Regions from separate parts of the Mus musculus genome. Here all the other regions are linked to region 2. Evidence: chromatin contacts called from public ChIA-PET and Hi-C data. All regions are on one chromosome and are shown on one strand. Each heading gives the region's core, a stretch centred on a gene start, on an enhancer-like site or on the middle of the called end of the contact. The rest is flanking DNA. Distances are from core to core; before and after follow the strand shown.

The links. Hi-C and Micro-C count contacts between places; a contact is called where the count stands out from the background. ChIA-PET counts read pairs in DNA pulled down with a chosen protein or histone mark.
Region 1: a contact with region 2 is called in an RNA polymerase II ChIA-PET map of memory CD8 T cells, with 509 read pairs. The contact joins two enhancer-like sites. A contact is called at or near these places in 2 of 484 Hi-C or Micro-C datasets (group 2 innate lymphoid cells and regulatory T cells), 4 of 115 datasets of contacts at active chromatin or transcription factors (double positive thymocytes, effector CD8 T cells, memory CD8 T cells and 1 more) and 1 of 9 other capture datasets (liver).
Region 3: a contact with region 2 is called in a Hi-C map of Th1 cells, with 2.6 times the contacts expected there. The contact joins two enhancer-like sites. A contact is called at or near these places in 1 of 484 Hi-C or Micro-C datasets (Th1 cells), 1 of 115 datasets of contacts at active chromatin or transcription factors (regulatory T cells) and 1 of 9 other capture datasets (adipose tissue).

The regions. Positions count from the first base shown.
Region 1 is chr2:11,541,204-11,545,297 of GRCm38.p6, forward strand. It overlaps a transcript of Pfkfb3 not described here. Among named protein-coding and RNA genes, the nearest start is that of Gm10851, 22 kb to the left of the region's middle. Within about 2 kb of position 1,623, at least 29 of the 459 cell types and tissues checked have an H3K27ac peak or open chromatin away from gene starts, as enhancers often do. A contact at or near this core is called in effector CD8 T cells, memory CD8 T cells and regulatory T cells, where this site is marked.
Region 2 is chr2:11,216,420-11,220,681 of GRCm38.p6, forward strand. All of the region lies in intron 1 of Prkcq (protein kinase C, theta), which reads left to right. Among named protein-coding and RNA genes, the nearest start is that of Prkcq, 46 kb to the left of the region's middle. Within about 2 kb of position 1,947, at least 47 of the 459 cell types and tissues checked have an H3K27ac peak or open chromatin away from gene starts, as enhancers often do. A contact at or near this core is called in Th1 cells, effector CD8 T cells, memory CD8 T cells and 1 more, where this site is marked.
Region 3 is chr2:11,621,931-11,625,625 of GRCm38.p6, forward strand. No RefSeq gene overlaps it. Among named protein-coding and RNA genes, the nearest start is that of Il2ra, 19 kb to the right of the region's middle. Within about 2 kb of position 1,996, at least 35 of the 459 cell types and tissues checked have an H3K27ac peak or open chromatin away from gene starts, as enhancers often do. A contact at or near this core is called in Th1 cells and regulatory T cells, where this site is marked.

The DNA of each region.
Region 1 (4,094 bases), core at 373-2,872, 320 kb after region 2:
TCACACCTGCCTTCATTAAAACCATCCATAAAGATGAAGGTTTCACTGTGGTTGTAGAGAACCTATGTGAGCTGTCCACTGCCTTCTGAGGCTGCCTCTGCTCTGCTCCCATACCCACTCAGCAGCAACGCAGCTCCCCAGTGCTCAGCTGCCCACTATAGATTTTACATACATAAAATTTTAAAATATACAAGACTGGCCTTGAACTCAGAGATCTGCCTCTGCCTCTCTGCCTCTCTGCCTCTCTGCCTCTCTGCCTCCCTGCCTGCCTCTGCCTCTGCCTCTGCCTCTGCCTCTCTGCCTCTCTGCCTCTGCCTCTGCCTCTGCCTCTGCCTCTGCCTCTGCCTCTCTGCCTCTGCCTCTGTCTCTCTGCCTCTGCCTCTGCCTCTGTCTCTCTGCCTCTCTGCCTCTGTGCCTCCCTGCTTCTCTCTCTCTCTGCCTCTGCCTTTGCCTCTGTCTCTCTGCCTCTGCAGTGCTGGGATTAAAGACATTCCCCAACACACCCGGTCTTCTTATCTGTTCTCTGTGGGTTTTGTCTTCACTGTAGCTGTCATGATGCCAGCTCCACAGCTATGTTCTGTCTGCTGTATGTCCTTGTTGTATCTTCAGACCTGGTTTACTAGATATTCAATATGTCAGTCAACTTTCCATCTCTGTGACAAAAATGCATGGATCAATCAACTTATAAGTGCATTATACATTCATTTTTAAAATTATGTATATGGGTGTGTGTGTGTGTGTATGTGTATGCGCATGACACATGAGTATGGAGGCCAGAGGATGTTGTTGGACCTCTCAGAGCTAGAGTTACAGGTAGTTGTAAGCTGCCTGAAATGGATGCAGGGAATGGAACTCCTGTCTGCATTCTTCTGGAAGAGCAACAACTGCTCTTAACCACTAAGCCTTTTCTGTAACCCATGCCCCTATACCCACACCTGTTGCCCCCTCTTATTATATATTCACAAGGAAAAGGGTTTATTTTCCTTTCACATTATAAGTAGTTGCTTCAGTTGATTTTTTTTAAGTGAGGGCACAGTACAAAGCCTTCTGGCTCACCTCATAGTGGTCAGAAAGCAAAGACAGGAGGTAGAAGAAGCTGTATCCTCTTCAAGGGTGTGCCCTCTGTGACTTAACTTCCTGCCATTAAGAACCACATCTTTGCACCACATTTCCCTAGCACAACAAGGTGGAGATCAAGCCTTCCAGTCTCCACAGTACCTAAGCCGTACCCCAAACTTTAGCTGCAAGGGAGTCAGTCAAAGAGGGCTAACTCTTCCAACCTCTAGATAGGTTGGAACACAGAAGAATAGCTTCACAATGATGAAGTATAAACCATTGTGTCCCTGGAGTCCATTTACTCTAGCAAAACTAGAGTCTTTTTCAATGAAATATAATACACTAGAAAATAAAGTGTACTGTACAGCCTAAGGATAAGTGTTGTGTCAGGAAATATCATCCCAAATCAGCAAACAAAAGTATTTACCAGAATTCCCGGGGCATCAAGTTTCTTAAAAGCTCTGCAGTGGACTGAAGAAATGGATCAGTAGTACACAGTGTGCCCAGCTGCTCCATGTTCAATACCCAGTGTCCACATCAAGCTGCTTTACTGCTGCCTATAACTCCAGCTCCAGGGATCTGGCACCCCCTTGTGGCTTTCCTGTGTACTTTAATCACATGCACAAACCCACACAGAGCTGCATAACTAAAATAATAATAAGCCAGGTGTAGTGATACACTCATAACCCCAGCACTTGGAAGGCAGAGGCAGGAGGAATTCTGTGAGTTTGAGGCCAGCCTGGTTTTCATAGCAAACAAGTGCCAGGCCAGCCAGGGTGACAGAGTGAGACCCTTTCCCAAAACAATCAATGAAGAGGCTGGAAAATCGGGTCCTTGGTGGAGAGCATCAGCTACCTATAAGGGGGCTAACAGCTACCTGCAACCCCAATCCCAGGGGGTCCAAGGCCCTCTACTGACCTCCACAGGCAATGCACACATGTGATACACAGACATAAAAATTAAAATGTTTAAATATTTTAAAAATTAAATTGCAGGAGCTGGAGAGGCAGCTCGGTGGACAAGAACACTGGCTGCTCTTTCAGAGGAGCCAGGTTTGGTTCCCAGAACCCACGTGTCAGTTACTCCAATTCCAGGGGGATCCGACGCCCTCTGTTGGTCTCTTTGGGCACTCCTTGCACACAGTACACAGATGTATCTCTAAACAAAACACCCGTAAAATAAAAATAAGTAACATCCTTGTTTCTTCCTTTTGTTTTTTTGTTTTTTCCAGACATGGTCTATCTGTGCATAGCACTGGCTGTTCTGGAAGTGCACCACCGTCACCCGGCAATAAACAACATTTAATAAACACTTTTCTTAAATTGCTAGACATGGTGGCAAAAATCTCTCATCCCACACTTGAAAGGCTAAGGCAGTAGATTTCCGTAAGTTCAATGCGAGTCTGGACAGGGCTATGTAGAGAAAATCTGTTTAAAAAAAATTACAGTATATACATATATACATACACACACACACACACACACACACACACACACACCACACATACACACACATGACAAGCTTTAGGCCACCCAAGGGTATATAATGAGACCCTGCTTGAAGAAAAAAATATATATATATACATATATACATTTGCATGTGTGTGTGTGTGTATTCATGTTGCAAGACTGGCCTGGAACGCAGAGATCCACTTGCCTCTGCCTCCCAAGTGCTAGAATTAAAGGCGTGTGCCACCATGCCTGGCCTTAAAAACATTTTTGCAATAAGATGAACCTATGATGCCCGCTTTGGGGGAGGGCTGAAGCAGAAGATTACAAGATCAAAGCCTGGCTAGCCTATAGATAGTTAAGCAGCCTGAGATCCTGCCTCAAGGAGGTTAAGAGTAAACTTGAGAACTGGAGATGTGCTCCGTGGTGGAATGCTGGTTTAACATGCCTGGGGACCTGGGCTCTATCCCTAGCACTACCAGTTTCCCAGTAAAGCTGGGCATGGTGGTACTTGGGGAGGTAGAGACAGGAGAGTCAGGATTTAGGCCAGCCTTAGCTTATGACCAACCTGGGCTACAAAAGACGCTGCCTTGGGGTGGCAGAGTTCCTGAATTAATTGTAAAGTGCAACTCAGACAAAAACGTCAGGTTTTGGCCTTCTGCTACTAATGCTTCCGTGCCCACTGATCTCAGATGGCATCTGGCTGCCAGCAGGCTCAGATCTCAACAGAAAGGGCAGCCTTGCCCTAAAGTCTGTCTGAGCCCAAGTCAGACCTTCACTTTCTCTCTTCTGGTTCAAAGTGCACACTTCCTTTGAGGTATCTCCCTAACTTCCCCTTTGCCTCCACTAACTGATTAGCCCTTCCTTTCTCAGTGCAACTGGATGGTCAGTCAAAGCAGCCTTAAAGAGAAAGGTTACAGAGTCCAAAGCCCTACACTAACAACACCGTGGCGGCAGAGCAGCTAACCTAAAAGGATTTGGTATCTCAGTGTCCACGTGCATCAGGGGCACCTGAGCCTCTGAAAAATTCTCCTTGGGAAAGGGGAACAAGACAATCGTCCTGACAGAGTGTCTGCAAAAAAAAAGAGAGAGGTTGTTGCTGAGTAGTCGGAGAGGACAGTTTCTGAAGCAAGGTCAGAGGGAGGGCAGGTTAACCTTAAGCCTGTCTGCTCTTCTTCAAGTACCTCGATCATCTCCGCTAAGGCTTGAGACACCCTGGAGCGAAGACTCCTCGCTGAGATCCTAAGGCGCACCACCAGGAGTTGTACACACAGTTATGGGGAAACGGGAAGAGGGACAGTGCTCCCCAGACCAGAGCTGCTCCTCCTCAGCCTCTTCTCACTGGTGTCTACTCTGCAGTTGTTTTGGGGGGTAGGGGGGAAGAAGGGGCTAGCTTCTTGGTATCTGAGATAGGGTCTCATATGGCCCAGGATAGTCTCAAATTCTCTATGTAGACTGGGCATGGTGGTCCCACACCTTTAATCCCAGAATTTGGGAGGCAGAGAGACACAGGCAGGCAGGTCTCTATGAGTTCAAAGTCAGGCTGATCTACAGGGTGAGCTTTTGGACGTCATGGATTACATAGAAAGA
Region 2 (4,262 bases), core at 697-3,196:
ACAGAAAACCTGTTAATGCTAGGTGGAGAGGCTGTGGAGACTTTAAGGGGGGAAGGTTACTGATAGAAGGTCATGTAGGCCAGCTGCTTGAGGGTTAAATCCCCTCCCTGAATTCTGTTGTCTGTACTTCTGGCCTGCCCTGACATGAATGGCCTCTGTCACATGCCTCCAGTGAAGTGCACTGAGTGGCTCTGCTCTCCCTTCCCCACTATGATGGACGAAAACTCTCTGAAACTGTAAGCCATCATGAATCATTCACCCTTTGTTCCTGTCAAGGATGTGGCCACCGTGAAACAAAAAGAACTAGCGTAATTGCTTTGTTTTATTTGATCCATCCATTCACTGGTTCATTGTGAACGTATTGTAGGTCAATCCCTAGGTTTTCCATGCACCCTGGATGAGATGGGAGTGAGGGAGAGAGAGAAAGACTGATTATGCTTACTCCCTGTGTTTCCTTCTCACTGTGAGCCTAGAAGTCACTGAACGTGAAGTGGTGCTGGCAGATGGGGAGAATGGACCAGGGAGAGGTTCTTGCTGCTGCCACTTTAGTCACTAATTGAGAAGAGGCGTCTTATCTTCAGCTATGCTGCCCTGTTTAGTGGGTGGTGGCACCCTGAGCATTGTGGGTTGCTTCGTAATAACCCTGGCTTTAACCTTCAGGCAATAGCATCTGACCCCTCTGTTTACATCAGCTCTAGTGTCTCTAGTCTTGAGCACGTGTTCACTTGGAGTAACAGCAACCTGGTTGAGGAGGACAGATTTAGAACCTCCTAAGACGCAAGCACTGGGCAAGATACTGTGCAGAATAAGGGAGTAAGACAATGCAGGCCTCGCCTTGTGTGGTTCGCTCAAGTGCAGATTCTGTATCTAGAGTGGGCATCGCAGGAACCTGGAGTACTTGCTGAAGCCTAGCTTGCTGAGTGCTATAGTTTTAACATAGCAGGTCCAGGGTGCTAGAGACTTCTCAGGTGATGCTGCTATTGGAAGATCCCCAGGACACGTTTTAGGTATTACTAAGCTTCTGCCTCCATCCTTCAGATATGTAGTACCTGCTCCTGTTGTGGCCAAAAATACAGCCAAACTAATCCTTTCATTCAAACTAATTTGTATTTTATATGTTATAACTGATTTTGATCCCAGGATCCACATGGTAAAAGAAGAAATCCAGCTCCTATAAGTTATCTTCATGCATGCTGTGGAACATGTTATCTGCATGCATGCTGAGGAACATGTTATCTGCATGCATGCTGTGGAACATGTTATCTGCATGCATGCTGTGGAACATGTTATCTGCATGCTGTGAAACATGTGCTTCCTCACACCCTCTCCCCATGCACAAATGCTCATACACACAGATAGAAAAATGAAAATACCATTTTTAAATGTTTAAAAAGGAATTAGGCCTCAATTAACTGATTAGTCAACCCACAGTTAATGGAATGTCAGAGGAAAAACAAATCGAGCGGCCTGTACATTGGAGCAGTAGCAGAAAGTAATGGGTTTTATAGAATACATTTATTTTGACCTCCTTCTAAATGGGCAAGTCAGCAGGCTGGCCCAGAAATGAAAGTGTTGCCTAATTTTATAGTTTTCATGGAGTTGAAGCTTCAAACTTTGACTAAATTTTTACAACCTGCTCATTTATAAGTGAGAATGCTTCAGTGTAAGAACAAGACACAGGCAATTCACACAGACTCAGGCACACACACACATATCTGCTCACATTTATTTCCCTTCTGCCTGCAGCATCCTTTATGTGACAGAAATGGCCCGCATCAGCATTGTCCATCCACACTAGCACATGGAGGACTCCACCTAACACTATTTTGCATAAACTATCAGTTCATCTGGGGACAGCTATTTCCGCTCATTGTGGTGATACCAGTGAACGTTGTATTTTCTCTGAAAAGTGTCACACACCCTTAGGAGGAAGTGGGGTGTGGTGTTAATGCAGCAGTAAACACAGAAGTGTGTTGCCATTGGTGTCCCCTGCAGTGACAGTTCTGTTTCTCATCCTGTCCCTGACACCATCACAGCACTCCTTGTAGGATAAGAGGGCAAGAAAGCGAAGAAGCTCACCGTCTCCTTTCCCAATCCCCTCTAGGAGGAGAGGCTAACCCCAAATTGAGTTCTCATAGCTTATCTGGAACTAACTCCCAATCACATCCATGTATCCAGTAAAACACCTTACAACCCATTTGATGGTTTAGCTAGTGTTTATTGAATAAATATTTGAGTCAGCTCATCAACTTGGCCAGTAATTAAGGCTTATTCTAGGCATATGGATTGATCCGTAGTGTGAGTTGTTATATTTTCATCAGGAAGCACTTCAAAGGCTATATGGGAAAATCTTCGAAGGGTATCTGGGAAAACCATAGCTTACTTCTCCACTGGCCATTCAAAAGCATTTTCTGTGGGTTAACTCTTTGAATCTTCAGAACATGGACAGATCCAACCCCTCAGAGACTCCTAGGAAGTATGTCTACTTTATGCCTCGATTTGCACATAGAAGAATTTAGTCACAGAGTTTCAGACATTTGCTTAAGATATAGAAATGGGATACGATGGAGTTGACTTTGTTCTGAGATGGTCTCACTTGCAAACCTATGAGCACCTTCATCTCTTTGCTCCTCCCACAGTCCCTATGCCTATGTGTATATTCCCAATAAAGGTTAGATGACAGGGAAGACCCTGTACCCAGGGACTTCAGCCTCAGCTTCTCATCGAGGTGTCCTTTGACTCGGGCCCAGGCCCTAAGTTTGCTCCCCTGTACCAGGTGGTACAGTTTTCTTCACCAAGCACCAGCTTGTCCCTCAGAAGACTGCAAAGCCACAGCATCTCAGAGATAGTGCTGGGGCTGCAAAGACAATAGCATCATAGAGCTTATCTTTTCAGAGTTAACTTGACACAAGCAACAGAACCTTAGATTACATCTCCTCCTGTAAAAGGTAACATCTCCATGCCTGCCATTCCACAGACTGCCCATGAGGCTCTGGGTTTAGTTAGATACCCTGTCTAAAGAAAAAGAGGAAGAGGGGATTAGAATAAGGCACTGCACATCCTCTGGTCTCTGAACAGGCCCACAATCAGATGCACCCACATACATACATGCTCAGAAACCACACATATACACCACCCTACACAAAAACATACACCTGATGAACACATACCAAAAAAGGACCTTTGCATAAGCGTAAAGTAAAAGTCTGGCGCTAAGCATTGGATTCTAGTTTAATTGACAATGTTTGGCCTGTCTACAAAATAATAATGTTTCCAGTACTTAATGCTCAGCGCTTGAGAAGATAGGCATGGTAAGGTATTAAAACAAACCACAGATTCTTTAACGGTCTTCTAGTCAAGAGAGCCTATCACCCGCCCCTGAAGTCAAAGCTGCCCCGAAATCTTTGACCAGTTATATATGAGGCTGAAGTACGTTGTCTGAGTTCAGTGCCTAGCCTTGAAAGGCCCAGCAGTGTCCTTCCCTCTCATCCTCTTCTAGAGCAACTGCCATACTGACAAGCCCAAGACACTTCCGGGAGGATGAGGGACCTCATGGAGAGAGAAGCTGGGCTGTCCTAGCTGTCCCCACTGTGCTGGCTCATGTGACATAAGATCTGAGCTGTCCAACTGAGCACAATTCTATTTGATTGCAATTAATTGCAAGCAAAAATAAATGGCTGGTATTTAAGTCTCAGGGTCATTTGTTGTGCAAAGAAGGATAAGTCAGAGAGCAGGGAAGATGGGTAAGCACAGTTGTGATCTTCATGGGACCCAAAGGAGACATGTAACTGCACAAATCCTCAGGCTGCTAAATATATTATGTCTCCCAGAAACGAAATAATGCTATATATATATATGTGTGTGTGTGTGTGTATTATATATATATTCTTTTGTTTTGATTTATTTTTGTTCTTTCTTTCTGTGTAACTCTGGATGTCCTGGAACTTGCTTTGTAGACCAGTTGGCATGCCTCTGCCTCTGCCTCTGCCTCTGCCTCTGCCTCTGCCTCTGCCTCTGCCTCTGCCTCTGCCTCTGCCTCTGCCTCTGCCTCTCTGCCTTTGCCTCCAAAGTACTGGGATTAAAGGCATGTACCACCACTGTCCAGCTAAGAACTATTGATTTAACTCAATGAAGAGTCACAGTAATTTCTTAGGCACTCAGCCAATTTAATCATAATGACGCTTTTGGGGCTCTATGCAAGTAGGACTACGTGGTGGGGTTGTTCACAACTTGCTATATCAATAAGCAAAGAACACAGGTCA
Region 3 (3,695 bases), core at 746-3,245, 410 kb after region 2:
GGGTTTTAAAGTTTCTTAGGCCATATTGATCATACGTCCTATTCACTTAGGCTAACATCCTTTGTCTTGCCCCCAAGCCCATCTCTGTTTTCATATATTTTGTGTGTGATGCACTGAGTCTCATTAGGATGCTTTCAGGAGAACGGGTGACCGGCTATTTACAGGAGCACAGATACCTTACACTACTGAAGAAAATAGAAAATGTTTCTCAATTCCCTAGCAACCATGAGCTGCCTAAACATGCCCAGGAAGAACCAGAGCCCCCAGGGTCCCTCTCTGTTCCATGACAGCATGTTGACTATTCCAGTCTTTCATAGGAAAACACAGTTGCTATGAGTTCATGGCTATAACAGCCAGGACATGCCCACAAGGCAGAATTCCACGACACCCCACCACTTCTTCCAACTCTCACATTTTTCCTGCCCTGTCTTCTTGGATTTTCCTGTGCTTCAGAGGGAGTGACATAGCTATTCCATTGTTGGCCGGGCACTCAACCATCACATATTCCCAGGGTTTTGACAGACTGAGTCTCTGAAGTTAGCATTGCCCACTACAGAAAAATGACTCTCCTCTGAGCAAATATAAATGTAAACATAATATTTAGAAGTCAGCTTGATATCCACTTAGAGGAGGGGCAGTAGCGTCCATACTAGGGTCTGTAACTTCTCCCATCATGGGCTTTAAAATGCTTTATTAAACCAGACTGTTCCGTAGTGTGAGCTAAGCATCAGGATGAAGAGCCCAGAGACCAGATAAATTGAGGTCTTGCAAAGTCATGTCCTCAGGACAAAGGGAAAGGTGTTGTTTTGGTTTCTCTCACTCTAACTTGCCAGTGAAGGTAGGACAGTGCACCAGAGAGGATGGCTTTATCAAAACATCTGTTAGTGTGACCTTCAGAGAAGCCTTCAGGTGAATTTCTCGACTTTTCCCCTTAACAGATATTTTCTTTCCTCTTTGCTTCCTACCTCTCATTTCCTTTCTATTTAGAGATTTTCCTTGAACAAAAACAAAGGTCACTTCTATTACAAAGAAAAGTTGAAGATTAGAATTTAATATTTGTCTCTCTTGGAGTGCTGGTTTTCTGTGCTCCAAAGAGGACATTTTGCTCCGCTAGATATGAACATTGTTCCAGAAAAGAAAGGAAGTCTGAAACTTCTTCTTCACATTCACATGGGGGCTGTTGGAGACCACGAGGTGGCTTGGCTCTGCACCATCGAGAAGGAAAGAAGGTCTTGGAATTGAGCAGCCCCCATAGAATCGCCCGGGGTTAAGGGGGCAAGCAGCTGTAGGCCCTACTGCCTTGTTCAGTGTGAGATCATTTCTACTATACCCACAGAACTGGAACTTCACTCGGCTGTCCTTTAATGTGGTCTGTCCCCTCCAAATCTCAAGTCGAAATTCGGTTGTCACTGTGGTGGTGCTGCTGCTGGGAGATGGGAGCCTTCATGAGGCGGTTAGACCGTTAGCTGTGACTAATGCCATTCTCATGGGAACAGCTTGTCATGAAGCAGGCTGCCCCCCCTCCTCTCTCTCATTTTTTTTTTTTTTTTGAGACAGGGTTTTTCTGTATAGCCCTGGCTGTCCTGGAACTCACTTTGTAGACCAGGCTGGCCTCGAACTCAGAAATCCACCTGCCCCTGCCTCCCGAGTGCTGGGATTAAAGGCGTGTGCCACCACGCCCGGCTGCCCCTCTCTTTCTGTCAGCTCCAAAAATATCTGCTTGCCTTTCCTTTTTCTTCCATGGGTTGAAGCAATATGAAGTCTTCGTGAGAAGCTTAAAACACTCTGATGCCATGTTTGGAAATTCCCAGTCTCCTAAATCTAGAAAGACTTAGGGAAAAACTTTCATTTTGGGGTGATGGAGAGGAGGCTGTGGAGACAGGGCCTCATGTAGCATAGGATAGCCTTCTGCCTATGCCTCCTAAGTGCTGGAATAACAAGGATGCACCATGACTCATGACGTAATCACTATCTCAGGGTTTGTTGTTGCTGTTGTTATAGCAACAGAAAATGGAAGAAACCAGGGCGCTCATTCATTTCACCTCACTCCTTTCTGACTACTGAAGCTTTGGGGAAATAAATGGAACATGAAGATTAAAGTATCCACACTGTGGTAAATCTAGATTGGAATACATGATGGATCTGAGGCATAAATGACTAGAGGCTTGGGACTTACATGTGGGGAGTTGGGGTAGGGAAGAGACTCTTGTTCAGCTACTCTATGGAGGAAGAGGCTTGTCTTGACCTGCTTCAGAGCAGAGAGCTTACACCACCCTTTGTACATTCATTCTCTTGGGAGCAAAAATATTGGCCAATGCTCACTAGACTTAGCCCATCAACTTCTTCTTCTTGGAAGAAGACTAGAAAGAGGGTCAAGAAGATGACAACTTCTATTCAGTACTCCTAGTAGCTAGGATGCAATACACAGATGTTGTCTATACCTAGATTTATATTTCTTGCTTGAAATAATGGATTGGTAGGAACATGGCTTTAAAGAATTGTGCTTAAAGAATTGAGATTATAAAGTTGCTACAAACGATTTATTAAATCTAGAACTAGGAGTTGTTGAGGGCTGTGGACATGGCTCAGTGGAAGAACTTGCCAAGCATTTCCATACCCAGCTTGGGAATAGGCCCATGCTTGTAATTCTGGAATTAGAGAGGCTGAGGCAAGAGGGATCTTAAGTTCAATACCAGCTTGGGCTTCCTGTCATGACCCTACCACAACACAAGCTGGGGAAGGGCAGCCACTATTCTAATTCTTTCCTGTGTCATTGGGAGAGGAAGGGCTCCCTAAGGAACTCTGGTTAGCCTGGTGTTTACTCTGTAGACCAAGCTAGCTTCAAAGTTGCTATGGTCCTCCTGCCTCTGACTCCTAGATGCTAGGATTATGGGCATACAGCAACATGCATGGTTTTCTTTAAATCCATTCTGAATTTTACATTAATATCTTTAAATTTTATTTTATTATTTTTAGTGTGTATCAGTGTTTTGCTTGCATGTAAATCTGTGCACCATGTGTGTACAGTTCCCATGGAGGTCAGAAGAGGGCTTTGATCCTCTGGGATTAGAGTTACAGATGATTGTGAGCATCTATTTGGGTGCTGGGAATTAAAACCTGGGTCGTCTAGGAGAGAGGTTAGTGCTTTTAACCACTGAGCCAATTCTCTAGCCACAGACTTTTATATTTTATAGTTAAGTTTGTTTTCCTTTATGTACCTACTCAGCCCACAGTCACTGTCGTTAGAATTGTCTATCTCCCCTTCCCAACACACACACTTTCCTGCAACTACAACCATCTGGTTGACCAAGGCTTTTGGCACTGCTGTCTGCTTCTTGAGATAAGACTGGGCATATTCAGGATGGTATGATGACCCTTTTGACTGCGCCAGAAAGCAACAGGAATGGGGCTCTGGCTTGGGGAAATTCAGATTCATTGGCTGTTTATGGATAATCACATACTTACTGAGAAAAGGAATGAGTAAGACTGGGAGCTATAGGCAGAGCCTTGTAATGTTTATTCATTAAACGTCTCTACTTCTTTCCCTTTAACTCATTCAAGCTACCATACCTAATGAGCTCCCTGGGTCTTGTGAAAAACTCCTATATCTTCCCATAAATCTGCTCTCCTCAAAGTGTTTTTTTTGTAAAATAGAACAACATAATTTAACATGCCTTGTCTTTGAGAAGGTTTAA